Regions from separate parts of the Mus musculus genome. Here all the other regions are linked to region 3. Evidence: chromatin contacts called from public HiCAR-type, HiChIP or PLAC-seq and promoter capture Hi-C data. All regions are on one chromosome and are shown on one strand. Each heading gives the region's core, a stretch centred on a gene start, on an enhancer-like site or on the middle of the called end of the contact. The rest is flanking DNA. Distances are from core to core; before and after follow the strand shown.

Region 1 (3,508 bases), core at 287-2,786, 2.4 Mb after region 3:
TGACTATGCCTCTCTCAACCAAGCATAGACCAACAAAGACTCGTGACTAACAAATGTTGCACAGCTAGCTCGATAAGCAAGCCTAGCTCAACCCCTGTCACTGTTAGTTGGGTCCTTTTTATACTCCCTCTAAACATCACGTGTCCTCCACAGGTCCTGCCTTAGCATGTGCGTCTGTCTCAGCTGACATCACTCTGCCAATCAGCCCAAGTCTGCAAAAGCAACAAAAACTACAACACACTACCAACAATTCTTTAATGTGTTTCTATGGAGTCCCGACAGACACAGCTCAACTACACAATGTAAGGCACACCAATACATATGTCATTAGCGAAGAATCCTTTATCACGTGTCCTTTCACATGTTTGCTTTAGCAGAACATCCTCTCTCCTGTGTCTGCTTCAGTGTAACATTCCTTCACGAGTCTGCTGTAGCCTTTCACACCTATGTCCACTTTAACAAGATGCTCCTTCAAGTGTTTGTCCCAGCAAAACACCACCCAACTGACTTTCCAAAGAACCCTTCACACCTCCTTCAGTTAAACCTAGGACAATTTGGGTACCACAGTAACTGTACACAGTGACTGGATAAAACAGACTCTATGCCTAAATAGGATGGACTCTTGGATGGAGGTGTGTTAAGTTTTTAAAAATGTTGCTTGTGCCTAATAAGGAATGAAGACAGTTAGTTAAAATTACTGTATTGAAACCACAGTAAAGTTGAGTCAAGCAAAAAAATGACAGATCCTAAATCAAGGGGCAGACTTCAAACATTTATGAACAGAAAACAGAACGTTTACACAGACTCAAAGTTTGGTCACACAAATTAAGACGATACAAACAATATACAGAATTGTAAACATACAGAGAAAAAAGCAGGTAATGCCTTCAAGGAGTGTTCAAGATTAATAAAAAACCAATTATGTGTCTGTGGCAAATTATTAACATTAATACTGACAAAATGAAAATGTACAGTTTCATTTATAATGTAATAGCAAGCCAGGAGCATGTGTGAAATAGGAAGCTTCCCGGTTGATAACCATGAACAATCAGCTACTAAAACACAAAAATATAGAGGGAAATTTCAGCGTATGAATTTGGCACACCTGCCCTGGCACTCTTTTAAAAACGTTGAGATAAAATTGAGGAAACAAAAGATGTGGATCAACTGATACAGAGCTTGCATAACCCCACCAAGAGGGCTTCAATCACTACTGCATAACAGTGTGGCGTTGCAAATCCAAAAGTCAGGAAGAAGGGAAGGAGGATCAAAAAGTTTAAGGTCATCAGAACAAAACAAGAGAAAGAAAAACAAAAAAACCCAAAACCATCCATCTATTCATCATCCATCCGGGAACCAATTAAGGTGCGACACGAAGAACTGAGCAGTCTGCAGAGCCAGCAGCCTGAGCTCCAGAGAGGGACTGACGTTGGAAGGACCGCATCCCCCCAGGCGCGCGGCCGCTGGGTCCCGAGCGGCGGTTGAGCGGGCCGCTTGCGCACTGGGGCTGCCTCTGCATCCTGCATCCTCCCGCGCGGCCGCTCGCGCACGCGCAGTTAGCAGTCGCTGCTGGGCGGCTGCCGGCGGGATCGCTCTGGGGAGACGCCGGGCACCAAGTAGCGGCCAGTCGGACACCTGAGCTGCCGCTGCTGGACACAAGCCCGCAGGACAGGTGTGTAGACCGCGGGCCGCCTTCCTGCGGCTTGTTCTCTGGGGACCGGGTGAGAAATCGGATCCAGGTGCCCCGCAGCATCCTCTTCTGAGACTAGAAGAAGGCTTAGCTTGGTGCGGCCAGGTGAGGCTGGAGGATGAGTTCAGGGATGAATGTGGGAGTTAGACTCTTGGGTGGGCTCTGCCAACCTCGGGGACAGAGATCAGCCCTGGATGGAGGGAGACGCCACCCTGAGTCCCTTGGGTCCTCCTTCTGCTTCCCTGACACTGGGGAAGGCCAGGTTGCCCTGCCCAGCCTGGCGCCTCTCTCAAGTCCGTTATCCCAGCGGTTGCCACAGCTGCTGTTGCCACTGTGTGGCCCGGTTCCACGAAGCTCTACCACAATCCCTGGAGAGTTCTTCTCGCATCTTTCTAGAAAATGCAACAAAACCAACCTGGGCACATTTGCAGCCCACTTCTCTGTGAAGCCAAAGAACCCTACCTCCCCCACCCCCACGCTCAAACCTGGCTAAGGTGGCCAGAGAATCCTGGCCACTCCCTAGACACTTGGGTGGAGCCTAACAGGAGCCATTGGGGAGTAACCGGCCCTGTGTTGAATCCAGAAAACCTTAATGACTAGAGTCTCATTATCTAAAGCCTGTTTACTATCAGTCAGATACTTTAGCTGAGTTTAAGTGGCATCTGCCCCACCCAGGAGGAAGAAGCTATGCAGGGGTTTGTTTGGGGTTAAAGAGCAAAAGGCTAGGAAGTTGGGAGCTGGAGACCGAAGGTATAAACAGAAATAAACAAATTAGGCAAAACAAAAATTTAAAAATTAGGTGGTCAATGGTTCAATATCTCTGACGAAGATTAATTTATGTTGAAACAGAATAGTAAATCATGGTTGTTTTTCTTGCCCTGAAAAATTGACATCTCCCTAGGTAGCTCTCTTTTTTTGGTAATTGTAATTTTGACCATTTTCTAGTCTACAGTCTGTTGGTTTGGTCATCCAGACACATTGATCCTGTTCCTTAAACTCAAGATAGTCTTTTTTGTCTTGTTTTGATTGGTCTTGTTGGTCTGTTGTCTGTAAATGGTGGCGTGTGCTGATGGATATGCAGCTAGCAGGTGGGGGCTCAGGGCTCTGGGCTTGTTTGGTGTCTACTAAACTTTCCTTCTTTATTATGTAATTAGAAAACAGGAACTGTCAGCTTTGATAGGACTTTCTCTCAACTCATGGGTGACAAGAGGCCCAGAGAAGGGAACCAGTTCAGTTGTCCTTTGAACAACAGTGTTAGTCACTTAGTGACAAGGTATCAAGGGCAGGGAGCTTTCGAATGCCCTTTTCTGGCCTCCTCTGGCACCCACACATACGTGTACATAACCACAAAAGAGAAACACATACATGTAATTAAAGTATATGTGTATGTGTGTGTATAGATAGATATCGATATAGATGGGTAGATATATAGCAAATATTCAGAATGAAAGAATGAGTCATGGAAGGGGCAGTATATGATCATAATTACTAAACATTTTTTAAAGTAGAGTCTAATTTAAGAATTGTTTTTTTTTTTCTCACAAACACCAGGCTTACAAGATGGCAGGGGTTGGTTATAAAGGTTAGCAGGAGTGGACATGACACTGAACAACAACTTACTAGTATCTGTCAGGAAGGCTAGGTCCCTAATGAAGGCTGAGGGATCAAAATGTGTTCATTCCACAAATGCCCTCCTATTCACACCCCAGGGGACCAGTGAGACTATATTCTGTCTATTTTGCTTCGTTTTGGGGGGCCCAGGGCCTTGGGGATACAGGCAAGCGTTCTGGCTGTGTTCTTGTTCCCAGCCCAAGTTCA
Region 2 (3,352 bases), core at 570-3,069, 2.3 Mb after region 3:
TTCTTGTACTTCAATGCCATTACTACCAATTGCTACATTGTAATTTTACAAGTCCTAGACACAGGGGAGCATCTAAACATGCGTTTTAAAACTGCATGAAGTTCTGATGTCTGCTGCAAGTAAGGGAACCATTCTAGTATACAACTAGTGACAGTCAAGCTCCCAGAAGATCAGAACTTTGAAGCTGGAATTGGCTAACACATCAGTTCACTATATAATTATCTGAAATGGCTAATGATAATTTTAACAAATAAACAAACAAACAAAAAAAAACAAACAATATCTGTAATGTACAAAGGAGGATTTAAGGACTGTGACATTAACCAAACCATGACAATATGTTCTTAACATCATTAGAGATTTTTTTCTGCCAGAAAATAATTACTTATTATTATTATTATTACTTCCTCTTTCATACTTCAAGTATGCTTTTTGTTACATATGCTGATAAAGAGTTAAATCAGTTCAAGATCTAGGCTGCTCAAAGATTAAAATACATGCATAAGTACTTTTAGCACAAAAGTTAAAGACTAACACAGCTGCTTTCCATGGAGGACTTCACACTATAATACAGTGGACAACAATGGTAACCATGGGCTCCTTGTTAGGGTTTTGGTACACAATGCATCCTAAAACCTGGGTGACAAAAGATTTCTCAAAAATGAAATTACTGTATTACCAGGGTCAACAAGTCCCCTATAAGAAATCAATTATTAAATTCCTATAATACTGAAAAGCTGAATCCTTTCTAGTATTATAAAACAAAGCTACTTTTAAAAAAAGTTTTATCTTCCTTAAGGAAAAGCAATTTGAACCCATGCTCTGCAACACAGTGCTATACAACACTCCAGCTGTGGCTCTCTGATGGGACATCCGTACTGCACATGACTTTCTCATGCTTGCTCTCTCCCCCCAACCCCACAAGTGGGAAGACAGGCTTGACAGAAAACATGAACAAATTGTGAGAAAACAGCAAACTTTCCGCTATCACACAAGCTAGTCTTTAAATACCTGATATTAAAAGATGTGCAAAACAGCACCATGTTTTAGGTTAACCTATCATGTTGTAGACTGGTTTCCACGGGACGTACTCAGTGCTTCTAAGTCCAATCATCTTTCTTATCTTTAGGCTCTTTTTGTTTTGCTCTGAGAACAAATTGCTAAAGCATGCCAAGAGGAAACCACCCCATTAGAATCCCCTCACATAGAATCCTCGACAATACTTGCTGCCCTCCTGAGACTTTGGAGAATAAAGCTATACAAAAATGCACAGTCATGATCCAGGCTATGGTAGCATGTCCCAGCCCACTAACCCAGGTCCCTACAATATTACCCAGAAACACCAGAGTCAAATCAAGGGCAAGCAAAAGTGAACAGCAGGTCAAACACACCAATGATAGGGAACAGATGTCTAAAAAGCTCTCGGTTTTCTTCTTGTGTAAGTTTCAAAGACAGTTTTATCGAAAAAGAAACTATGTTTCAAATGCAGTCCAGATTTTCTCAGCAGAGGCACCTCCTTTCTAAACACACAGGCGGGGTTCTCCCAGGGGGCTCTGAGGAAGGTTCCTTCTACAGCTGATAAAAACAAATACTGACCTGGAGTAAATGCCTAGACTCCTTAGGATAAAACCTCCCACACGGGCTACTTATAAGTAAGAAGCAGCCATCAGTACTGCCACGTCTCGGTTCTTTAGTCAGTGACCAGAAAAATCAAAAGGAAGCCATGATTGTCCACCTTCCCTGACAGAGTCATGTGCCCTCTGCTCCAAGGACAGGACATCTTGACAAGAGCTAAAGACACAAAGAAAGCCTCAGAGGGCACCCTGTGCTGATTTGCCTAGAAATAAAAAGACAAAGGGCATTCAAAAGCCACTTCCAGAGCAAACAATGACCCTGCAGAATTTTCAAAAAGACACCAGCTTGGGAGCACCACACATAAAATGACAACAGACTTGTGCACATTGTGATCAATTGGCTAACTATAAATATACCTGATTTATACTTTTAAACTAACAGGCTAAGACCCAAGTTCCAAACTGTAGTTCATGTACCTCCGGAAGGGCTCTTTGGAAGGGTAAGGGACCTTTGGAGAACAGTGTATAAACAACTGTAAACATACACTGATTGTCCGCTAGCTTTCTTAAATAGAGTTTCTGAAGTATTTTTGTAGGAAATTATATGAGTGTAGTTAATCAGATAATTTCTATAATAACATATAAATTCTGTTGTGTGTGCAAAATGTGGTAGAAAGTGAAGATACACGGATGGTTCATGTTTTCAAAGTGAGCACAGCATTGCAATCCATCAAGAGTCCTTTGATCCGCTCGTGAAACTTCTCTCTGTACAAGTTGAAGTACATAATGCTTTCTGGCTCTTCCTCAAGCCAAAACTTGTCAAATTCATAGACAAGGTAACCTGCAAGTAAAAACACACAAATACATGTCCACAGGAGTAAAATCATCTATTTAGACCATCTTCAGAAAGTATATACGCATCTTGGGTCAGGGAGACAGCTTGGTGAATAAGGCTGCTTGTCACACCAGCCAGACAATCTGAGTTCAAATATAGACAGTAATGTTTAAAGTGCACTTAGAGATCATCTTCCATTATTCTCTTGGATAGCAAAGATCTTAAACAATAAAATGATAAGCATAAACTCTGTATTCAGAGGCATTAGGTTAAAAGCTCTATATTCTGCCTCGCTGAGTGTTAGAATTGCTCTTGGTCAGGTCTGGTTCTGACCCCGATACTCACAGTAAAACTGGTGGAAGTGCTCCATCGTTGGTACCCCAGGGACAAAGTTGTAGAGGTGAAGCTTCAGGGCCTCGCTCTTCAGTAAGCTATAAGCCATCTCTGTAAGGTTGATTCCAACTATTGCATAAGAATACCTACGTCAGAAACATTGCCAGTTACACAGCTAGCTGACGCTCGTAACAGCTTACAGCATGTAAAGAGCTCATTAGTCCACTCCAAACTGTCTCTACTGCACTCCTGACACAGGGCCTACTTTGCAGTAACCTCTCTGAACTCAGACAGTGAGAAAGATCAAAGTGCTTGTTGTTTTGTTTTGTTTGTTTGTTTGTTTTCAAGACAGGGTTTCTCAGTAGCCCTGGCTGTCCTGGAACTTACTCTGTAGACCAGGCTGGCCTTGAACTCACAAATCTGCCTGCCTCTGCCTCCCAAGTGCTGGGATTAAAGGCGTGCGCCACCACCGCCCCGCAAAGTGCTTGTTTTTTTGAAGACTGTTGTTTTCTGAATAGAAGCTAAGAAGTAAAAATAAAAGTTCTGACTGCAACATTTAAATACAATGAGGGACACCCATATACACCATGCTTTATTGTTCTAGTTATTA
Region 3 (3,696 bases), core at 1,124-3,623:
GAAAAACTATTGTTAAGTTTTTTCAATAAGCTACTTTGTTGTTAATAGTACATTTATGGGTTTAGATAATACTTTAGAAAGCAGTAATCGGGGGTGGGTAAGAACCAGTCACATATTCTAATTTCCATGTCAGAGGCTCATATTATAGTAGTCATTACACTGCTGTGATACTTGAAAAAAATTTTAAGAGTAGAAATTAAGGCGAAGGGGGCTGGCTTTGCTTATATAAAATGTAAGGCATCAAGATGGTCTGCTTCAGTAGGCCAGTGAAAGACTTGGAAAAAACTTGTAACAGCTATGACAAACTACAAGTACGATGGCAGGAAGGGGAAGCAAATGCCCCTGGTATCTATTAAACACATCAGACTATGGGAGCCTTTAAAGCTCAACCCTCATTTCTGGCCAGGGTAAAAAGGGGCAGCTCCACTAAGTTCAGTCTCACTCTGGCTGTGAACCTATTGTTTCACAACTGCCAGACTCTAAAGCACCTTCAAGTACAGGCACAGACAAGGTTCTAGGTGAGGTTTTCTAAGACCTTTCCCTAGTTTTTGAGGATGCAGTTCATGATAAAGACAAGACAGATTACTTACTACCTAAGCTGTCACACTTGTCTTCATGCTCCCTGGATCTCCTGTCACATACACTGTCGTGAAGTGAAATGCTGACATTTAAAAAACACTACATGGTATACCGGGACAATAATAGATTGTGCGCGACTCATGAATTAAAAAAAAATGAGACCACCAGAAAACAGGAAAAAAAAAAACCCAACAAGATACCCTTCAATAAGATGATAGGTTACACACAGTAATAATAACTCCCTGCGGCAAGCATCATATATGACCATTAGTCAGTAATGACTAGAAGCTTTTCATCCTGGCTGTCAGCCTGTAAGAATTCCAAAACTGGAGCAGAGGTGGTGTAATTAAATGACTTGTTCAGTGACAAAGGTCTTTGGACTTAGGCATCCTCAATGTTTTGGCTCCAGCGTACCATTCTGAACAAGGCAGTGAAGAGGAGTAACATTTTGCATAAGGGTATTTAGTTTTGCTCTCCATCAAGAACGTCTCTTACTGGAGGAGTTACTCTAATAAAATAGGCTACCTGGCCTCTTTCAGTACCCCCAAAGAGAATGCTTCCGGGGGGGAAAAAAGCGCACTGTGTTGATGAGACACACGTGTTGAATTTCCAAGACACACTTTTCTGAAATAATGACCCTTACCTGTGGAAGAGATGCTTGCAAAAACTTCTTGCAGAGAAGGTAGCAGCGTGGAGGGCTCAGCCTTCCAAATATTCTGTAGTAAGGTACTCACTTTCGTTACCTGGGAGACATACTCCCGTAGTTCCTTCTCCTGAGTGGACACGCACTGGAAATGACCTATCGTTCGAACCAGCTGTTGACAGAAGGTAACTGACAGTTTCCCTTTGGGGACGCACTGCACGAAATCGGTCAGGAGGTCGCTCAGCCGGGCACAGAGCACTGGCTCCGGCCTCTCGCAAACCATTCGCAGGACCTCCACCTGGAGCAGGCTGAAGAGATCCAGCACCGACGGGCAGCTCATAATCAGCTTCAGGCCGTTGTGAATGTAGTCCAGGATGGCGACGTCCTTCCTGTCCACTGAGTGGTAGCCCTGCTGAAGGAGGCCCAACACGAAAGTCTTGTTGAAGAAGGACTCGAACTCCGGCCGGTGGTACCGCGCGTAGGCCTCCAGCACCTGGTGGCCCACTTGTCGCTGGAAAGGGTCCTGGCCCTCCAGGATGAGGCGGGTCGTCAGGTCAAACATGGCCTCGCACTGCGCCTCGTCGAGCCAATGCTCCGCGAACTCCACCACCTTCCGCACAATCATCCGCTTGAGGGGCAGCGGGTGCGAGGAGCTCACCAGGCCTTCCAGAATCTTGTCCATCGTCGCCACTCTGCAAGGCCAGGCCCTGGGGATAAAGAGCTGGCAGCGGCAGCCCCGGGGGGCAGCAAAGCGCCCCGGCGGGGAGGAACTTGGAGCCAACCAGCAGCAGGACCGGCCACCGCCACCGCCGCCTCAGCAGCCACATTTATCGAGTGGGAAGGCCCATCCGAGCCGGGACGGGAGCGAGCGATTCTGGGACGCCGAAAGGCTGCGGGTCCCCGCGGTCCGCCTCAGGGGCCGGAGGTCCGCATAAGGCTGCCTCGCTGGGCCCGCGACCTCTCCCAGCCTCCGGGCGCAGGGACCCTCCAGGCTGAGCTGGAAGGTGAGGAGCGCCTTCGTGTCCCGGGTCAGTGCGGAGCCCCGGCTCCCGCGGGTGGGCAGTTAAAAGTCGCCCTGGGTTGAGTCAGGAGGCACTGTCAATGCGAGTACCTCGATCTGCCAAGGAGAGGAGCCGGAGGCGCGGAACACCCTGAACCCGGAAGCAGAAATACTGGCGAATAGGAAGTGAAGCTCCGAGGTACAGCGGATAGGTCCGCCCTCGCCCCGCCCACTTTTTTCCGGTCCTTTCCCGGCTACGTTCGACCCATTTCCTGCTGGCCCCGCCCCTCCCCCTTCTCCATGTAGCTCCTCCCCCGATAGGCCGCGCCCCCTTCCCTGGCGCGCAGGCGCAGAGGCACGGAGTGAGTCACGCGGCCACTCTCACGTCACTGGAGACTGTGTGGTACGTCACTGGCGGACTTCCGGAGGCGCTGCTCAGGGAGCCTACTCTGAGCTCTGAGGTTCTTGTCGCCGGACGTGGATTCCGTCAGTGGTGAGGGTTAGAAACTCAGAGACCACTCAGCGCGAGCGAACCGAGAGTCTATACTGAGCCGCCGGCGACTGCCGGGGGGAAACCCTTCTCTCAGAGCAGCCGGAAGAACGCACTGTGCAGGGAGCTGTAAAAGGCAGAGAACACGGAAACACTACTTCCTTGTTTGCCGTTGGCAGGGAAATAAAGTAAGCAAGCAGCTTACTAGAAGCCCAAAACGTGCAGTTGCCTGAGGCATTTCCCCGAGTTTCTAGGACAGAGTTGGGGTACAGGACTTTTCACTTTCATCAGGGAATGATGGTGTCAGTTTCCGGGTAAACCAAAGATGGCTCCACCTGAGACAAAATGGAGGAACTTTTACTATGTCATAGTCTGAGACATGTTGCTTATGAAGACAATTCGAGGAAGTGCTATTAATTGTTTAAAATCTTGTGTCTGAGAAAATTTTGGAAACGCGAGAAGAGCACTAGTTGAGGAATGGAGGAAAGTATAAGAAAACAAACAAACAAACAAACCAAGCTTTGGGGGAAATCTTTCTAAAGACCTTGTTAGGCCCAGACATACTCCAATGCCTTAAATGGCTGGGTTTTTCCTCTGAAACAATTGCTAATGTAGAGAGAGTACTGGTGGCTCATATATTTAGTGGTGATTCAAAACAAGGTTGTTGTAAGAATAGATTTTTTAGCGGGTGGTGGTGGTGCTCGCTTTTAATCCCAGCACTTGGGAGGCAGAGGCAAGTGGATTTCTGAGTTCGAGGCCAGCCTGGTCTACAGAGTGAGTTCCAGGACAGCCAGGGCTACACAGAGAAACCATGTCTGGAAAAAATAAAAAATAGTGAGCTTTTGTATTCAGTGTTCAGTGTATAAGCAAGATCCTTCTCAGCTAAATTTAGACCCAGGCATAGTGGCATACACCTTTAATCCATGGAGATAAGGCCAAGCAGATCTCTGAGTTCAAGGCCAGCCTGGGACAAGCAGGTTCTAG
Region 4 (3,653 bases), core at 277-2,776, 2.2 Mb after region 3:
GACAGTCTAATGCATGCTTTTCTCAAGGTGGAGAGACTTGAGTTCAGGCTGCCCCACTGTCTCCGTTCTCAGCATGGCGGGTTTATTGTAGTTTTAGAAATTATACTGCCACAAAGCAACATACCTGCGTCTGTTAACTGTGTTGAGCATCTTTAAAGGCCTGAAGGTCTAGTGTCTGTCTCCTAAAGAGACTGAAGATGAAAAACAGGTGAAAAGCCAGACCGTTGCTAGTGCAGACCAACCAGAGAGCTTCATGCTTATGCTTCATGAGCCCAGAGGCTCTTGAGTGCAAAGCCATTCTGGGCTACACAGTGGGACCCTGTCAATGGACAGGTATCTAAATGATTAAACAAATCAGGGAGAAGACCCTTGTGGTGACAGGAAGAGAGCCTTGTACTTCTTTAGCACCCTCAGGGCTGGGCACAAAGCCTTGATGGAATGGCTGCCAGTTTGCTCATTCAGCTACTTGGAAGAGTCCTTAACACAGTCAGAAACACACCCAAACCGCTCTTAGTCCATCTGTACTGTTGTCATGAAATACTTGAGATGGTAACTCTTTTTGTTGTTGTTGTTGTTCGAGACAGGGTTTTTCTGTGTAGCCCTGGCTGTCCTGGAACTCACTTTGTAGACCAGGCTGGCCCCGAACTCAGAAATCCACCTGCCTCTGCCTCCCGAGTGCTGGGATTAAAGGCGTGCGCCACCACACCTGGCAAGATGAGTAACTCTTAAAGGAAAGACTTTTATTTCGCATGGTTGTCAAGGTCAGTAAGTCTACAACCATGTGGGCCACATCTGCTGCTGGTTCTGTCTGCTTCCTCACAGAGTTGAGCTGATGGATAAACTAACCCAACTCCTGTGTGCTGCTTTCTGTGTCTTTCTCCATTCCTGATGAGGGACCCCACTCGGCCTAATTGCCTCTAATGGCCCCACAGATTAATGCTGTCACAGTGACTGAATTTGGGGTTGGAAGGACACATTTAAATCATAGGTACACACATAAAAAATGTGTTTGAATGGTTTGGTTATTTGAAAAGAGGAGATTCTCACGATTGGCTAACTTTTGGGCCATTGCAGAGTCTAGTCAACAACTCTGGTCATCTGAAAAGGAAAACCTCTTTGGCTGAAAACATTTCTCCGATCTCTCGGGTGAATGCATTTAGTCGCGTACGATACGCAGTAAATGAGCTGAGACCAGAAAGGGATTCCAGGAATGCAGGGAAAGACAAATTGTTAAAAGCATAAAGTTGCCTGGTCTGAGTGCCTCTGGTTTAATTTTCATAAACAAACAAACAAACAAACAATGCTAGTGTCCCTCAAAGCTCCTAATGCCCAATATAGGAACAGCTGTGGGGAGAATTAGTTGGTTTAAGCTTTTGGTCTGTTTCCAACTTCTCTATAGCTTACGCCCTGTAGGTCAAGGAAAGAAGTGATGTAATGCATTTAGCTGGGCCACTTTAATTACAAAGGAATGGAAGGGGAGTGGCCACCGGTGGTGACAAGTTTAGCGCGTGACTTGATCCAGGGATGCAGGAAACAAAAACATTACCAACCATTGGCTGCGTCCACCTTGGACTCCTGGCTCTAGAGCCAGGTCTGGAACCTGGGAACACACGTTTCCGGGGCAGGGGTGGCGCTGTCCCGCCGAGCGTCAGCCTTGAATACACACGCCACACGCAGGCTCTGGGAGCGGGGCAGCTTCCTCCCTGCTGGGATGGGCGTGGGGCCCTGCGCTCCGCACACAGTCCCTACCGGGCTCGCGAGAAGCCACCCGCGGTCACCCGGGCTCGCGGCGACTGAGCCGCGCTGTCGTCATTCATTCCCAGCGCCGGGAGCGTCCTTCCAGCTCGTTGCCCCGACGCGCAGTGTCCACGAGCGGTGATCTCGGGCTCGGCAGCTGGTGATCACGGCGCCCTGGGGGCTCGGATTCCCGCACAAGCTCGCCCTTGAACACCGCCGCGCCCTGAGACCGAGCCCCGACGCTTGCTCGCCCTGCGGTGGGCAGGGCCGGGCTGCGAGGCTGTGCACTTGGCGAGCGAGGAGCCGTAGGGAGGATGCTACTTGCTGGGTCCCGATCCCCGTCGTCGTTCCCGGCTGCCCGCTGGGTCTTTGTCGCGGGCCGGGAGCCGCGGGCCGCAGCCTGCTGAAGGCCGTCGCGGCCCCGCACCCACGGGCGGGAGGGCGCGCGTGTGCCCGGGAGAGCGCGCCAGTGTGCGGGCCTCTTTGTGCGACTGCCCGCGGCCACCAGGACCATGTGGGTGAATCCGGAGGAGGTACTGCTGGCCAACGCGCTGTGGATCACCGAGAGAGCCAACCCCTACTTCATTCTGCAACGAAGGAAGGGCCACGGGGGCGACGGGGGTGGCGGCGGCGGATTGGCGGGTAAGAACGGGCACTGCGGGAGGCTCCGCCCGGGGCTCTGGCTGCGGACACCCGGGACGCCGCCCGGTCTCCGGGGCTGGGCCTTTTGCCGGCCCTGTCTGGGGGCCTGGAAGGTGTCTCGAGTTGTGATTTTATTTTCCCCCAGACTAGGAGAGAAACGCCTCTTTCCTGACCCTGTCGGGCGATGGGGTCTTTGAGTTCTGGGTGACCCATAGTGGGTTAAGATGAAATTAGCAATGAGTGAATTATTAAGAATCGAACGCCGGGTTGCATACTCTCCCTACCCCCCTTTAACATACTGCTGAATGTATTGAGAAGAGAGATGGAAGATGCTTAGCTTGGACTCAGCTGTCTTTATGGGCAATTAGGTATAAAATACCCTTTTGTTACCAGGGAAGCAATCTGTCAAGAGGCTGATGTGGTCACTTCCTACATGACCTATGAGAATGAATAAGGAAAATGGAATTCTTTTGTTGCATGAGATCTGACATAAAACAAAGCAAGTTATTTGGTTCTGGTCATAAAAAGAATTCGCTGTATAACTGCATTTTAACTAGTTCAGTTAGTTCTCAAACTCCTTCAACAAAATGTTACCAAGATTATTAGCAATCTTTCTCTCTTATAACCCGGTTATTTCCATATTAACTAGCTGTTTTGCATAGGGGGAGGTTACAGGTAATACTGACTTTCAGTGCTAGAGATAGTGGGCCTTCCTTCATGTACTAGAATATTTATTATAGCCAAAGTCAGTGAAAGACATAAGTAGATGGTTTACTAGGAGAGAGACTGCAGACATGGGATGGACTGCTGACATCTTCGGGGTTGGGACCGCATTTCCCAGAGTTTGAGTGTTAGGTAAATTGCTCCCACAGTGCCCGCTGTGAGAGGATAGTTCTTGATGAGGTGAAGACATAACTGTGATGTTTATAAACTGCTTTTTTTCACATTAAAATTCAGATGTTTTCCAGTACAGCATATGCTAGCGTGCTTATGTTTGAAATATTTGGCTAACGCAAGCAATGGCTTGTAGGTGACCTGATGTTCTTTACACCTTAAAACAAAACAAAACAAAACAAAACAAAACAACAAACAAACAAACAAAAACAGTGATATAGAAAAATCTGTAGAGTTGCAGATCTTGTTGTGAAAATCCTGGCTAGCAGTCTCAGAATCCTGACTAGCAGCCTCAGAATGTTCCAGTTCATTTTGTAGATGGTCTTGAACTGTGTATTTTAATGTGTTACTTACATTGTAGTTTGGGGGATGTGCCTAGG
Region 5 (3,746 bases), core at 1,034-3,533, 2.2 Mb before region 3:
CAATTGGGTTACTTAGGCTAACTCCTAAAAGCAAGCTGCTCTCAACCAGAGGTGACTTTTGTGCCTCACCCTGGGGACATTTGAAAATGTCTACAGTCTGTACTGTCACTACAGGAGAGTGGTAACTAGGATCTAGTTTACAGAGGTCAGGGATGTCCCTCAAGACTCTACAGTGTACAGCAGTGGTTCTCAACCTCCCTAATGTGTGAGCCCTTAACACAGTTCCTCATGGTATAGTGAGCCCAACCATAAGGTTAATTTTATTGCTACTGTTATGATTTGTAATGTAAATCTCTGATATGCACATGCAATTCCCGAGGAAGGGTCGCCAGACACCCCCAAAGGGGCTGTGACCTTGGGGTGGGAACTGCTGGCTCAGAGGACAGCACTCTACAACGAAGGACTGAGTGGTGGGAGTGGTTCAACACGTCAGCTGACAGAAATGCTGCCAGGGAGCCCTAGCCACCACCTCGTTCCCTCTCTCTCGGTTTTCTGGCTTAAACACCACGGGATTTTAGGAAAGGCGAGCCTTGGCGTGAGAACCAGATGCTGAGTAGGCAAGCCCCTCTGTGTCTGTGGGTTTAAAGTGTTTACGGATCCAGCCAACCTTGCCTCACCTGGTAAAATGAAGCTGTAATTACTTGTCCAGCGGTCTCTCTGCTACCCAGACACAGACTTTCCCCTTGCTGTACTCCCTAAGCAATACTCTACTGCAACCAGTGACATTAAATGGCACGTTGTGAGTAATCTAGAGATGATGTGAAGGGCACAGGAAGACTGCACAGTTTATATGTAAACACAGAGGAAACCTGAACGTCCATGCACTTTTCGGTACTGGGAGGGATAACAGTAGCACTTATCAGAAGTATCTGATCCCAACACGGGGAAGCTGGAAGCAATCGTCAAAGTCTTGAAAGGGTTGACCTTCAAAAAAATAAATAAATTTCTAGTGCTGAACACAAAAATGTAACTTTTCTATTTTCCAGTCCCTCAATCCAAAAGTAGAAAATAAGCCAGGGAGTTAAAAACAAAACAAAACTTTCTTTAAAGAAGTTCTATTATCTAGTAGGCCACCCTTCAGTGAGAGAAGAGCTGCTGCAGTCGTTAGGGGTACTCACTTGGGAGGCAGGAAACCTGAGTTCTAATCTCTGCTACTTAATTATCTGTGCAGCTTGCGTAACTCATCACCATTTCACCTGTCACGGCCCCAGGCTCATCTGCAAAATAAGGAAGTTAGGCTAGATGGGTACTGGCTGTCTCTTCCTGTTCCAGCATCTGATTAACATGTGCAGTCAGTCAGTCAGTCTGTCTCTCTGTCTGTCTCTGTCTGTCTGTCTGTCTGTCTGTCTCTCTATCTCTCTCTCTCTCTCTCTCTCTCTCTCTCTCTCTCTCTCACACACACACACACAGTCACAGCCTGCAAGTTCAAACTCCCAATAGTAATTCCAAAGTGAGGCTGTGCTTTGCTACTTTAGAACCACAGTAGGCCCTTTCACGGTTTTGAAGAGCCAAATAAATTACTAACACTTTAAGAAAAACCAGTCTCGCAATGTGCAAGAACCATCTATGCTAGTAATTGAAAATTTGAGGAATAGAAGTTAAGGCATCACGATATCGTTCGGGATGCGAAAATGAAGCAAAAAACTCACACCCAAAGACGTCAGCCTGGGAAACAGCTGAATAATTTATGAGATCCACACAATAAAACAGGGGGCCCAAACGAGATCAATGAATTTTAAAATCACAACTTGTCTCATTTTAATGTAAGTATAAAACTAAATACTGGTGTGTGGTTAAAAAACTTGGTGGTCTTAGCTGAAACAGAAACAGGCCCACACAAGAGAAAGGGAGTTGGTGTGCCGAGGCCGTCAGCAAGGACCATTTCCTCCGCTCGTCTGTATTTACTTTCCGTCGCGCAGGGCTCGCGGGTGGAGGAGGGCGCCGAAGTCGCGCGCCACCGTAACCCTGGGCGCTCACCCCAATCGGCGCGAAGCGCGCGCGCCACGGGAGCGCGCCCGGCACCGCGAGCCCGCGTGGCCCAGACCAGCGAGCATCTCCTGGGACGCAGGCCCGGCTCGAGCCGCTCCCCGCCAGCCCGGACCATCCGCGGCCTACGCCAGCCGCTCCCACCCGGAGTGCCTGCCCGCACCCATTCATTCCTCCCAGGCCGCGGGCTCACCTTGCAGCCGGATCCAGAACGCTCACAGGCCGGGCTTCCGCGGACGCGCGCGCCGAAAACCGAAACCGCCCCCGGCAGCGGCTTTCCCATCTCACCCAATCAGCGTCCTCCTTGCCTATGGCGACCCGCGGGGATCAAAAACAGTCAGAACGCGTTAGTGAGCTGGCTTCCAAGACCGGGTTTGTTTAATGGTACCGTCGGCACCCAGCCAGGGCTTGAAGTAAAGGTCCGATATTCTGATATTCTCTCTTTTGCCAGAAAATAGAATACGAAAGCAAAACAACCAACCAAGAGCTAGAAGTGATCTTGTGTGTGTGTGTTTACAGTAAAGAACCTTAAAATATTAAGAAACGGAAACTTACAGTTAAAACGATGGCTGTTGAGCACCCCGAAATAGCCTTAAATAATTTAAAACAAATACAAGTTAAAAGCCTCAAACCCTCAAACTAACTTCTGCATATAAATTAAATGTATGAAGAGATTGTTTCCATGGGAATGCTGAAACAAAAAAATAATTCAAGCAACTCTGAATTATAACGGCATCAATTAGAAAACGTTACAAATTAGTTTAATTGGAAACTGCATGCAGATACTATTTAAGTAGTGTATGGGAACTTGGTTAGGGATACTTCATGAATTCTTAATGCATGCTTTTTATTTATGGAAGAAAAAAAGTCACAGGAAGACAATTTCTTCTACCCCCACGATCTCTTTATATTTTAACTTATATTTTATATTTATATTTTAAATTTTAATTCTGTTTCTGTTGTTTAACATTCAACAAAGTTATAATACCTTCAAACAACAGCTACATAACCCTGATAAGTGTTACAGGATCTAAGATGCAGAATTGTTTTCTGAAACACAAAGTGGATTCCTCCTTTTCTACGTGCCTTTGATTGATATCCTGGACAGTGATCTACCTGCCTTTGGTTGATACCCCAGACAGTGAACAACTGGGTGGAATTTGGAAAAGAACAGGAACATCCTTCTGTCTGTCTGTAAAATTCCAGTTGATGTCAAGACCAAATAATTACAGACATTGATCAAACAGCATTTTAGGCTCTTGAAATATAAAATTAGGAACACAGGTAAAGTCACATTTAAATCAAAGAAGGAGCACGCTATGCCTTGTCCCTAAAATAAAAACTGCTTTATAGGTCAAATTGGGGGCTGAGGATTTAGCACAGTGGTAGCATATCTAGTGTGCATGAACATCTCTGGCACCACAGCGGTAGTGGCATAGTGGCGCTCACACCTGTAATCCTAGCACCCAGGCATGCGTGCAGGAAAATCAGAAATTCAAGATCATCCTCAGCTACAGAATGAGTTTGAGACCAGCCTGGGCTATTTGAGACCTTGTCTAAAAAAAGAAAAAAGAAAGAAAAATCAAATTGTGCTACATACTACATTTCTTACTGACTGTAATTATGATATGCGTATTATATAGAGAGATGAAATAGGTAGGTAGACATAGATATAAGCATAGCTGCTCTCACGTTAGCACAGAGCTGTGATGCAGTCACCGAGTCTGGCTGGTGAACAGGCGGTGAGAAGAGTTTTGGGG
Region 6 (3,802 bases), core at 576-3,075, 2.1 Mb after region 3:
GTCAAATTGATTTTAGGTGGCAGATCAGACACAGAGAAGAGATAAGGTGCGGGGTGGGGAAGCGTATGGGAGGAGCAGCGGTGTCAAAAGAGACATTGGGGCATTCACTCCCAATCACAGACATTGCTCTTGTGCACCTTAGCAGCTGTGCACTTTGTTTCTCAGCTTGTGGAACTGGCAAAATCCCTCCACCATTCATCCCTTCCTGAGGGCTGGTTTGGGAAAAGGTCTTCAGCATCCAGGGCCCTACAAGTATGACAATGTGTATGCAGGCCTTAAAAATGAGGAGCCTTCACCAGGGAGTCTATGAGGGTGAGTCTAGCTGAAACTCCTAGCACTGGGGGATATGACGGCTAAAGTGACCACCTCCTGCAGCCAGGCAGACTCCTCAGTGGAAGGATAAGGGCACCAACCCACCCACAAAACCTTGCCCTGCCTACAAGAAGTGCAGGGACCAGGATGGAGCAGAGACTGAGCAAATGTTCAACCAATGCCTAGCCTCAACTAGTGAGACCCATCCCATGGCTGAGAACCAATTTCTATTAATAATATTCTGTTAGGCTTGCAGGCAGGAGCCTAGCATAATTGTCCTTCGAGAGGCTCCACTCAGCAACTTACTGAAACAGATGCAGAGACCCACAGCTAAGCATTAAACAGAGCTCAGAAAGTCTTGTGGAGGAGTTGGGTGAAGGATTGAGGGACCTGGAGGACAGGGACTCCACAGGAAGACCAACAGTCAACTAACCTGGACCCTTGGGAACTCCCAAAGACTGAACTACCAACCAAAGAGCATGCATGAGTTGGGTTTAGCTCCCCCATACACACACACACACACACACACACACACACACACACACACACACACACTCACACACACACACACACGTAGCAGACGTGCAGCTTGGTCTTCGTACTGGAGCAAGGCCTACCCTGATTCTGCTGATTGCCTGTGGATCCCATTCCCCTAACTGGGCTGCCTTGTCTGGCCTCAGTGGGAAAGGATGTGCCTGGTCCTTCAATGGCTTGAGGTGCCAGGGTAGATTGGTATCCAGGGGGACCTCCCCCTTCTCAGATGAGAAAGGGAGAGAGCTATGGGGAAAAGGGGTGTGTGAGGGGGTGACTTGGAGGAGAGGGGGGATGTGATCAGGATATAAAGTAAATAAATAATTAATGGAAAGAATAAGGATCCTTCAAATCATCATAACTGAGCTGGGTATGTAGCTCAGTTGGTAGAGTTCTGGTCTAGGGTACAAGAAGTCTGGATTCAGTATCCAGTATGGCACAGGGGAAGCATGGTGGTCCCCTGGAATCTCATCATTTAGGAGATGGAGACTGAAGGATTATAAATTCAAGGTCATCTTCACCTACATACTAAGTTTGAAGCCAGCCTAGGATACATGAGTGTCTGTCTCAAAAAAACAAACCAAAACAAAAAACAACAACAAAGTAGGCAGAGCTCAGACACCCGTCAGTACAGAAAGCTTTGAGAAGGAAAGGCACAGCCACATTTCTTTGTGTCCGTCGTGTGATTCTTTTTCCTGTGAAGATGTGACACAAATGCCCACTCATTCGAAAGGGCACAGTTCCAATAAGAGATAAAAGAAAGAATGGCACCACAGTCCAGCGTGGAATCAGCCAGCTTGCTGGGATTCCTCCCAGGAGTGTGCATAAGATGCTCACAGGAACAGAGATGATGCTAAGGAACTTCATGGCAGAGAAGTCCATAGCTCCGATGACAGCTGCCAAGGCTGCAAGCCCAGAGCTCTCTGCAGGAACTACAAGCAGCTAGACTGGTCAGAAAGGCTCCTCAGAGCACTCTGCTCTCTCCCCATTGCCAAACCCCAACAGCTCTTCACACTGCTTCCTTATCCTTGGCAGGGGTGGGGGCCCTCTGGTGAACCTTGGTTTCAGCTTTCCCAGGATGTGGGAGGTTTGTTTACTCCTTGAGTCTCCTGAGTATGTCTCCTTCCTGGAAGGAAACTGCTAGATGTCACTGTCCAGTCCAAAAACTAGGTAACTAGTTTATCAGGCACTGCCTTCTATGGGCCTTCCCTTGCTAGACAATTACAGGCAGTTGTTGAAACAGCATTGAAAGTTCACATAAATACCTCCACCAGTTGGTCACGTTACAGGGATTATTAGTAAATTCTTCATTTTTTCCATCACTTGTGTAAATCTCATTTTCCTATCCTGGGTTTTGCTATGTTAATAAAACAGGATTTCAAAGTCCACAAAGCAAGATAACAGAACTTAACGACTAGAATTCAGTGTTCTAGCATGAAATAGGGTCTCCCAAACAGAGTCTAAGTAATATATTCTACTACATGTACCACATGCCACAGATGACACCCTCATAGGCAGCTGGTGGTCTTTTGATGTGAGTATATCCCTGCCCCTTTAGAACATCATTGCTGGAAGCCTTAATTTACTTTGACAGGGATCAGGAAGAAATGTCAGCCCTCTGTTTCGAATTCAGTCTTACCCAGCCCCTAAGGGGAACCAAAAGAGGAACACACAACCATGGTGGGGAGGAGGTAGACCAGCAAGTACATGCACCTTCGTAAACATCACCTCCAGACACCACTGTGTCCCACACACAGGCACACAACAGCTTCCCCTCTGTATCCTGAGGCCCAGCCAGCCTCTGCTTCTGCCCTGGTCATTTCACAGGAAGCAGTTGACTTCCTCACAGACAGCACACTTGCCGTTTCACTGACTCGAACTAATAGCTGCAACCTCCAATATCTTCCTTATGTGCCAAGAGCTGGAGTACTGTAAGTACTGTAGTCATTTGCCTATCGCACTCTTAGCTAGGAAGTCCAACTGGGATTGGACACAACATTCCTCAAGAACCCAGATGTCTTCATATTGGTACAGTTCTTTCTGCCTTGAGTTTCCTTTGCTTCTATCCCTTTAAAATAGAAGCGACAATTCAAGACATGTTTTTAAAGTATAACTTCATGTCACTGGCCTCATTTCCACATCATCAGCTTGCTCCCTGTCAGGGTGGAAGGTGTCCCTAGTTAATCACGATGCATCATCTGCCCCATGTCAAGCACACAGCTTCATTACTCACACACAGCCAGACACAGTGGGCACACGGCAACTTTTTGTTGTGCAAAGTCAACATTTGCTGGAAGCTGAGTTGCCCAGTTCCGGTTTTCTGGTTTCAGTTCTGAAGAAGGTTCCAATCACTTGCCCTGTCTGGAGACATACTGTTTTTAACTCTTTCTCCTCTGAAAACTCTTTCACTGTACACACCGTGAAAGACATCTGGTTTTGGCCTCTGCTCTTGGAACTGTCTTTACAGTCATAAGAAGATCCCTTTGGTCTTCGTTTGGACCACAAATCAAACCTTAACTGTATTCACAGAAAAATCCTAGCGACTTGATGTCTTTCCAGGAGAAAATGGCATGTAATTCACTTCCTCAGGGCCTTCTTCTGTTTCTTTAAAACACTTTTTATTAACTCTAGTAGTTATTAATATGACCTGGCCAGCCCCCCCCCCCAATAATCGAGACCGAGGCCTACTAGACTTATCTATCAGCTTTAGCACCATTGCTGGGCTAATTACCCCTAATCTATTTTTCTAATGCTAGACTGGCTGCTTCCAGCTAAGCTCCTCAAGTACTTACTCCACCAATCTGTTCTCAGGGCGGGAAGACATTTCACTCAGGTGAGTATTCCTGGTCCACCCTATCTAACAGAGACCTCCTGTTCTCTGTCTTCTCTCTCCTCCCTCCTTCTCATCTCTCCTTCTATCTCTTCTATCTCTCTTCCTCACGGTCCCTACCTGTGACCG
Region 7 (3,567 bases), core at 29-2,528, 2.3 Mb after region 3:
TCGGAAAAAGTGTCCATAGAAAAACTCCCACAGAGACACGAACATGTTTCCCTGGAAAGAGGATATAAACACACAAGCTTAACGGTCTCAAACTGGAATTATAAAACTGAAAAAGAAATTAAGTTGATCCAACTCCCCAAATGATAATGAAATATATTATTCCATTGTGTCTATTTTGTGAGTGTTTAATTCATCAGGCAAGGAAATAACATACAACAGCTTAAATAATGATTTGCCAAATGGTCACTTGAAAAAAAAATGTAAAAAGTAGCCAAATAACTGGCCAAATTATTTAATCGCTAAAAAGAATAACCACATTTCATTTTTGCCAAATATTATATTTAATATTTTGGATTCATACTTCCGTTTTTCATCCCTTGAAACTTGGAACAAAGAAGTTCAAGAATAAAAGGACCAACCGAGCAACAATTTCAAATCTACCACACATCAGATGTGGCTTCCCAAAAAATGAGCTCTTCTCAGCCTTGGTTGAGAGCGCGCCCAGCTGTCCCTGTCAGCTGACTCCGACAAATGAAAACACTACAAGTGGCTTACAAACTGAAGCATACAGGTTGGGAAACCGAGCAGATGGCATCCTGACGAATTCATCATTGTTCTAGTCAGTAGGTGAAGGGCAGAGACACCAAGAGGTTAAAAAACAAAAAACCCCACAAAATCTATACACTTGATATAACTGATCTTGCAATAAAACTCTTTTCGGGTGCTAAACGAAGGGGAGGAGGGATACCGGGAACTCCAGCCCTGGGATTCGCAGACACACCCTCTCTGCGCCCGGGCCCGAGGAGCTGTCAAATTCGAAATCCCCGCAAGGCAAGGCACCAGGTGTCGGTGCCAGACACGCGGATCAGGATCTTTAAAATGAGTCATCCCGTCGGCGCTTGTCGGGACGAAGCGGGCAGAAGTGCCAGGCGCAGGCAGGCCGTCCCGCCGAGCCCCAGGGCCTCGGGAAACCGAGTGCGAGCCCCGTGGGCACCGCGCCGTCCCGCCCCTCTCGCGCGCGGGAACGCTGCACAAAGCCCCGACGGCCCCCGCACCCTGCGGGTTATCCGCGGGACGCCAGCGAGGCTTGCGCAGCCGCACGCCAGCAACTCAGAGTGAGAGAAAAATAAAACAGCAGCCACCTCACAGGAGCGGAAGAACTAGGGGGAAGCTGGCACTGCCTCGGTTTCCCCAGCTGCAAACACCGGCAACGGAAACGACGCTCTACGTGGAGCGCTCCCTGCGAACACCGCGACCCGGAAGTCCGCACGGAGGCTGCGGGGGCGGGGTGTCTCTTGGCTCCGCGCCCCGCCTCTTCGTCTTCTTCCGATTGGCTCGCTCTCAGCCTATCGCCGGCGCGGAAGGAGGGGCCCGCGGGCAGGCGCGCCAGACGCTGGACGGTTCCCATGGCAACGGCGGCGGCCGCACTCCCAGCCCAGCGCCAACGAGTTCCCTGTGGACTCGGCCTGGGAACTTTGCTCTGGGCTTTCCGGGACTCTTCCACCGCGGGCGTGACCACAGCACTTTCACTTACATTTCCTAATCTGCGAAGTGATTATTTCCCATCTTTATGAGGCACAAAGGAAACTTGGGTCGAAGGCACTTTATGGATGACGCAAAAGAACTTGCGTGACTAAGTGTGTGCAATGAGAAGTTGCGAGTTTTTCCTCTGAAAACAAACATGGAACACTTAATTCATCAAACGTTCATTTCTTAACATCGTTTCTACTGGAGGAATAATCTGTGCCTTTTTTTTAAACCTCAAAAGTATGGTTTTTATGTGCTAGGTGGTCTTCTACAAGGGACTCGCACGCCAAACCAACCAGCAAAAGCATAGTATCAGGTGAAGCTGCCTAACAAAGTTATTAAGGGGATTAGGGAGTAGGGGAAGGGATCATTACATACAGCGGAATCAGCAAAGTAAGGATAAGCGTTACTAGAGGAGATGAGGGAGTGTGCTGGGCCAGCTTCAGGAGGAAGACTGATCCACAGGACAGTAAATGTAGAAGTCCTGGGTTAGGAATGTATTACAAAAGGCTGATGGCACAATAATGGGGTTGGTGGGTTGGATAAGAAAGAGCCAAGTGGAGAGAAGGCTAAATATAAAAGAAGTTAAAAATGAAACAAAAGAAATTCCTGAATTGGGCACGCTCATGCATGCCTGTAATTACATGCCAGCTGGAGGGTGATGTGGGCAGGGAGATCTGCAGTTCAAGGCTACTTAAGGATCTGCCTAAAAAAGTAGATAGATAGATAGATAGATAGATAGATAGATAGATAGATAGATAGATAGATAGACAGACAGACAGACAGTTTAGCCTCCTACCCAAACAAGATTCCTGGCTCCTTGGTCCCCTTGTCAGGACCAACCACTATTAGTTCCTTATACTTCCAAAAATATTCAAGCCAGTGTCTTGTCTATGCCCCATCCATCTCCGTGTTAGGTCTGATTAAGTGCGCAGTACATGCCTTTCCAATTTTTCTTTTTTTCAAGACAGGGTTTCTCTGTGTAGCCCTGGCTGTCCTGTCACTTTGTAGACCAGGCTGGCCTCGAACTCAGAAATCCACCTGACTCTGCCTCCTGAGTGCTGGGATTAAAGGCATGCACCACCACGCCCGGCATGCCTTTCCATTTTAAAGGTAGATTCTTCTTGTAGAGCATAAACCTATGAAGGGCAGACAAGCCACCACCTTTGCCCCATGGGAGTGAAATATTTCGTGGAGACCATCTCTCTCCCTGTCTCCAGTCAAGTTCTTGTCCCGCCCTCCTCTAAGAATGGAGTGGTCAGACAACAAAGACGTGTTATTGACACTCTGGGATTAACAGCCTTTACAAGATAAAAACTAGTTTAAACAGATTGCCATGTAGGATTTTACTATTCAGAGCCATTTGAACTCTCAGTTCCTGAAAGCATACAGCTCTAGCAGGTCACTGGACCAGCATGGTGGCCAAGCTGGGACTCAAGGCTCTGAAGCTGCAAGTCTGGAAGTCTACATCAGAGTAGGTATCACAGCAGTGGGTCTTGGAGTCAGGAAGCAGCTGCAGAGACAATTCCCTTCTTAGCCAGACTGCAAACTCTTGGAGAAATGAACCCTCTGCCTCAGCTGCTGGCCATATCCTGGAGCAGCCTCAGGTGAGCTCCCTGCCCAGAGTAGAAGGACCAGGGAGCCTCCAGTCAAATCCATCCCCCGGGAGTGTTGGAGGCAGCCTTTCTTCTATATGCTCCTGCAGTAAGCTGTTCTGTTTCTATAGCTTTGAGTATCCAAATTTATAGGTTACCAAGCAGGCCCTGATTGGCAAATCTTGAAAATGGGTATGTCCTGAAAGTGGAAGAATTAGAATTTAGGATCAATCAAGGAAGAGTTATCAAATCTAATGGGGTAGGGGTAAACCCAGAGACCAGCAAAAGTTCTCAGTCAAGTACACAGCTCTCTGTTAGAGTAGGAAAATGTAAAAGAAATCTCTTGGCCAGCCACACACCATCTTTGGCGCGAACCCAGCAGAGGGTCCCAAGGTCCCTAGAGGACTCTCCACGATGCAGGCCCCCTAGCACACCAAGGGCCTCA

The links. Promoter capture Hi-C pulls out the DNA fragments that hold promoters and counts their contacts. HiCAR-type assays count read pairs that join an accessible place to other places. HiChIP or PLAC-seq counts read pairs in DNA pulled down with a chosen protein or histone mark.
Region 1: a contact with region 3 is called in an H3K4me3 HiChIP or PLAC-seq map of embryonic stem cells, with 5 read pairs. The contact joins the promoter of Clgn here to the promoter of Usp38 in region 3. A contact is called at or near these places in 1 of 39 promoter capture datasets (the 3T3-L1 cell line) and 2 of 115 datasets of contacts at active chromatin or transcription factors (embryonic stem cells and pro-B cells).
Region 2: a contact with region 3 is called in an H3K27ac HiChIP or PLAC-seq map of embryonic stem cells, with 4 times the contacts expected there. The contact joins the enhancer-like site here to the promoter of Usp38 in region 3. A contact is called at or near these places in 2 of 39 promoter capture datasets (hippocampal neurons and liver), 1 of 484 Hi-C or Micro-C datasets (neutrophils) and 3 of 115 datasets of contacts at active chromatin or transcription factors (embryonic forebrain, embryonic stem cells and trophoblast stem cells).
Region 4: a contact with region 3 is called in a HiCAR-type map of astrocytes, with 8 times the contacts expected there. The contact joins the promoter of Tbc1d9 here to the promoter of Usp38 in region 3. A contact is called at or near these places in 8 of 39 promoter capture datasets (the C10 cell line, cranial neural crest, embryonic stem cells and 4 more), 5 of 115 datasets of contacts at active chromatin or transcription factors (astrocytes, embryonic forebrain, embryonic stem cells and 1 more) and 1 of 9 other capture datasets (liver).
Region 5: a contact with region 3 is called in a promoter capture Hi-C map of liver, with 2.4 times the contacts expected there. The contact joins the promoter of Lsm6 here to the promoter of Usp38 in region 3. A contact is called at or near these places in 2 of 39 promoter capture datasets (both in liver).
Region 6: a contact with region 3 is called in an H3K27ac HiChIP or PLAC-seq map of large pre-B cells, with 5 times the contacts expected there. The contact joins the enhancer-like site here to the promoter of Usp38 in region 3. A contact is called at or near these places in 1 of 39 promoter capture datasets (pre-B cells) and 1 of 115 datasets of contacts at active chromatin or transcription factors (large pre-B cells).
Region 7: a HiCAR-type map of astrocytes shows a contact between it and region 3, with 7 times the contacts expected there. The contact joins the promoter of Elmod2 here to the promoter of Usp38 in region 3. A contact is called at or near these places in 9 of 39 promoter capture datasets (the 3T3-L1 cell line, the C10 cell line, cranial neural crest and 3 more), 4 of 484 Hi-C or Micro-C datasets (B cells, embryonic stem cells, neutrophils and 1 more), 3 of 115 datasets of contacts at active chromatin or transcription factors (astrocytes, cardiomyocytes and embryonic forebrain) and 1 of 9 other capture datasets (adipose tissue).

The regions. Positions count from the first base shown.
Region 1 is chr8:83,388,306-83,391,813 of GRCm38.p6, forward strand. Clgn (calmegin) reads left to right here and starts at 1,537. Exons shown (of 15, transcript NM_009904.4): 1 at 1,537-1,795. It overlaps Gm32377 (a long non-coding RNA gene), which reads right to left and starts at 1,184. Exons shown (of 5, transcript XR_878991.3): 1 at 1,106-1,184.
Region 2 is chr8:83,314,047-83,317,398 of GRCm38.p6, forward strand. It overlaps Elmod2 (ELMO/CED-12 domain containing 2), which reads right to left. Exons shown (of 9, transcript NM_178736.5): 8 at 2,755-2,888; 9 at 1-2,415. The coding sequence ends at 2,270. Among named protein-coding and RNA genes, the nearest start is that of Elmod2, 17 kb to the right of the region's middle. Within about 2 kb of position 1,820, at least 11 of the 459 cell types and tissues checked have an H3K27ac peak or open chromatin away from gene starts, as enhancers often do. A contact at or near this core is called in embryonic stem cells, where this site is marked.
Region 3 is chr8:81,012,533-81,016,228 of GRCm38.p6, forward strand. Usp38 (ubiquitin specific peptidase 38) reads right to left here and starts at 2,374. Exons shown (of 10, transcript NM_027554.2): 1 at 1,223-2,374. The coding sequence starts at 1,904.
Region 4 is chr8:83,163,826-83,167,478 of GRCm38.p6, forward strand. It overlaps Tbc1d9 (TBC1 domain family, member 9), which reads left to right and starts at 1,527. Exons shown (of 21, transcript NM_001111304.1): 1 at 1,527-2,379. The coding sequence starts at 2,250.
Region 5 is chr8:78,818,869-78,822,614 of GRCm38.p6, forward strand. Lsm6 (LSM6 homolog, U6 small nuclear RNA and mRNA degradation associated) reads right to left here and starts at 2,284. Exons shown (of 5, transcript NM_001191004.1): 1 at 2,180-2,284; 2 at 1,119-1,217.
Region 6 is chr8:83,138,401-83,142,202 of GRCm38.p6, forward strand. No RefSeq gene overlaps it. Among named protein-coding and RNA genes, the nearest start is that of Tbc1d9, 25 kb to the right of the region's middle. Within about 2 kb of position 1,826, at least 89 of the 459 cell types and tissues checked have an H3K27ac peak or open chromatin away from gene starts, as enhancers often do.
Region 7 is chr8:83,331,208-83,334,774 of GRCm38.p6, forward strand. It overlaps Elmod2 (ELMO/CED-12 domain containing 2), which reads right to left and starts at 1,279. Exons shown (of 9, transcript NM_178736.5): 1 at 1,143-1,279; 2 at 1-51. The coding sequence starts at 45. It overlaps Gm32327 (predicted gene, 32327), which reads left to right and starts at 1,412. Exons shown (of 2, transcript NR_168721.1): 1 at 1,412-1,843.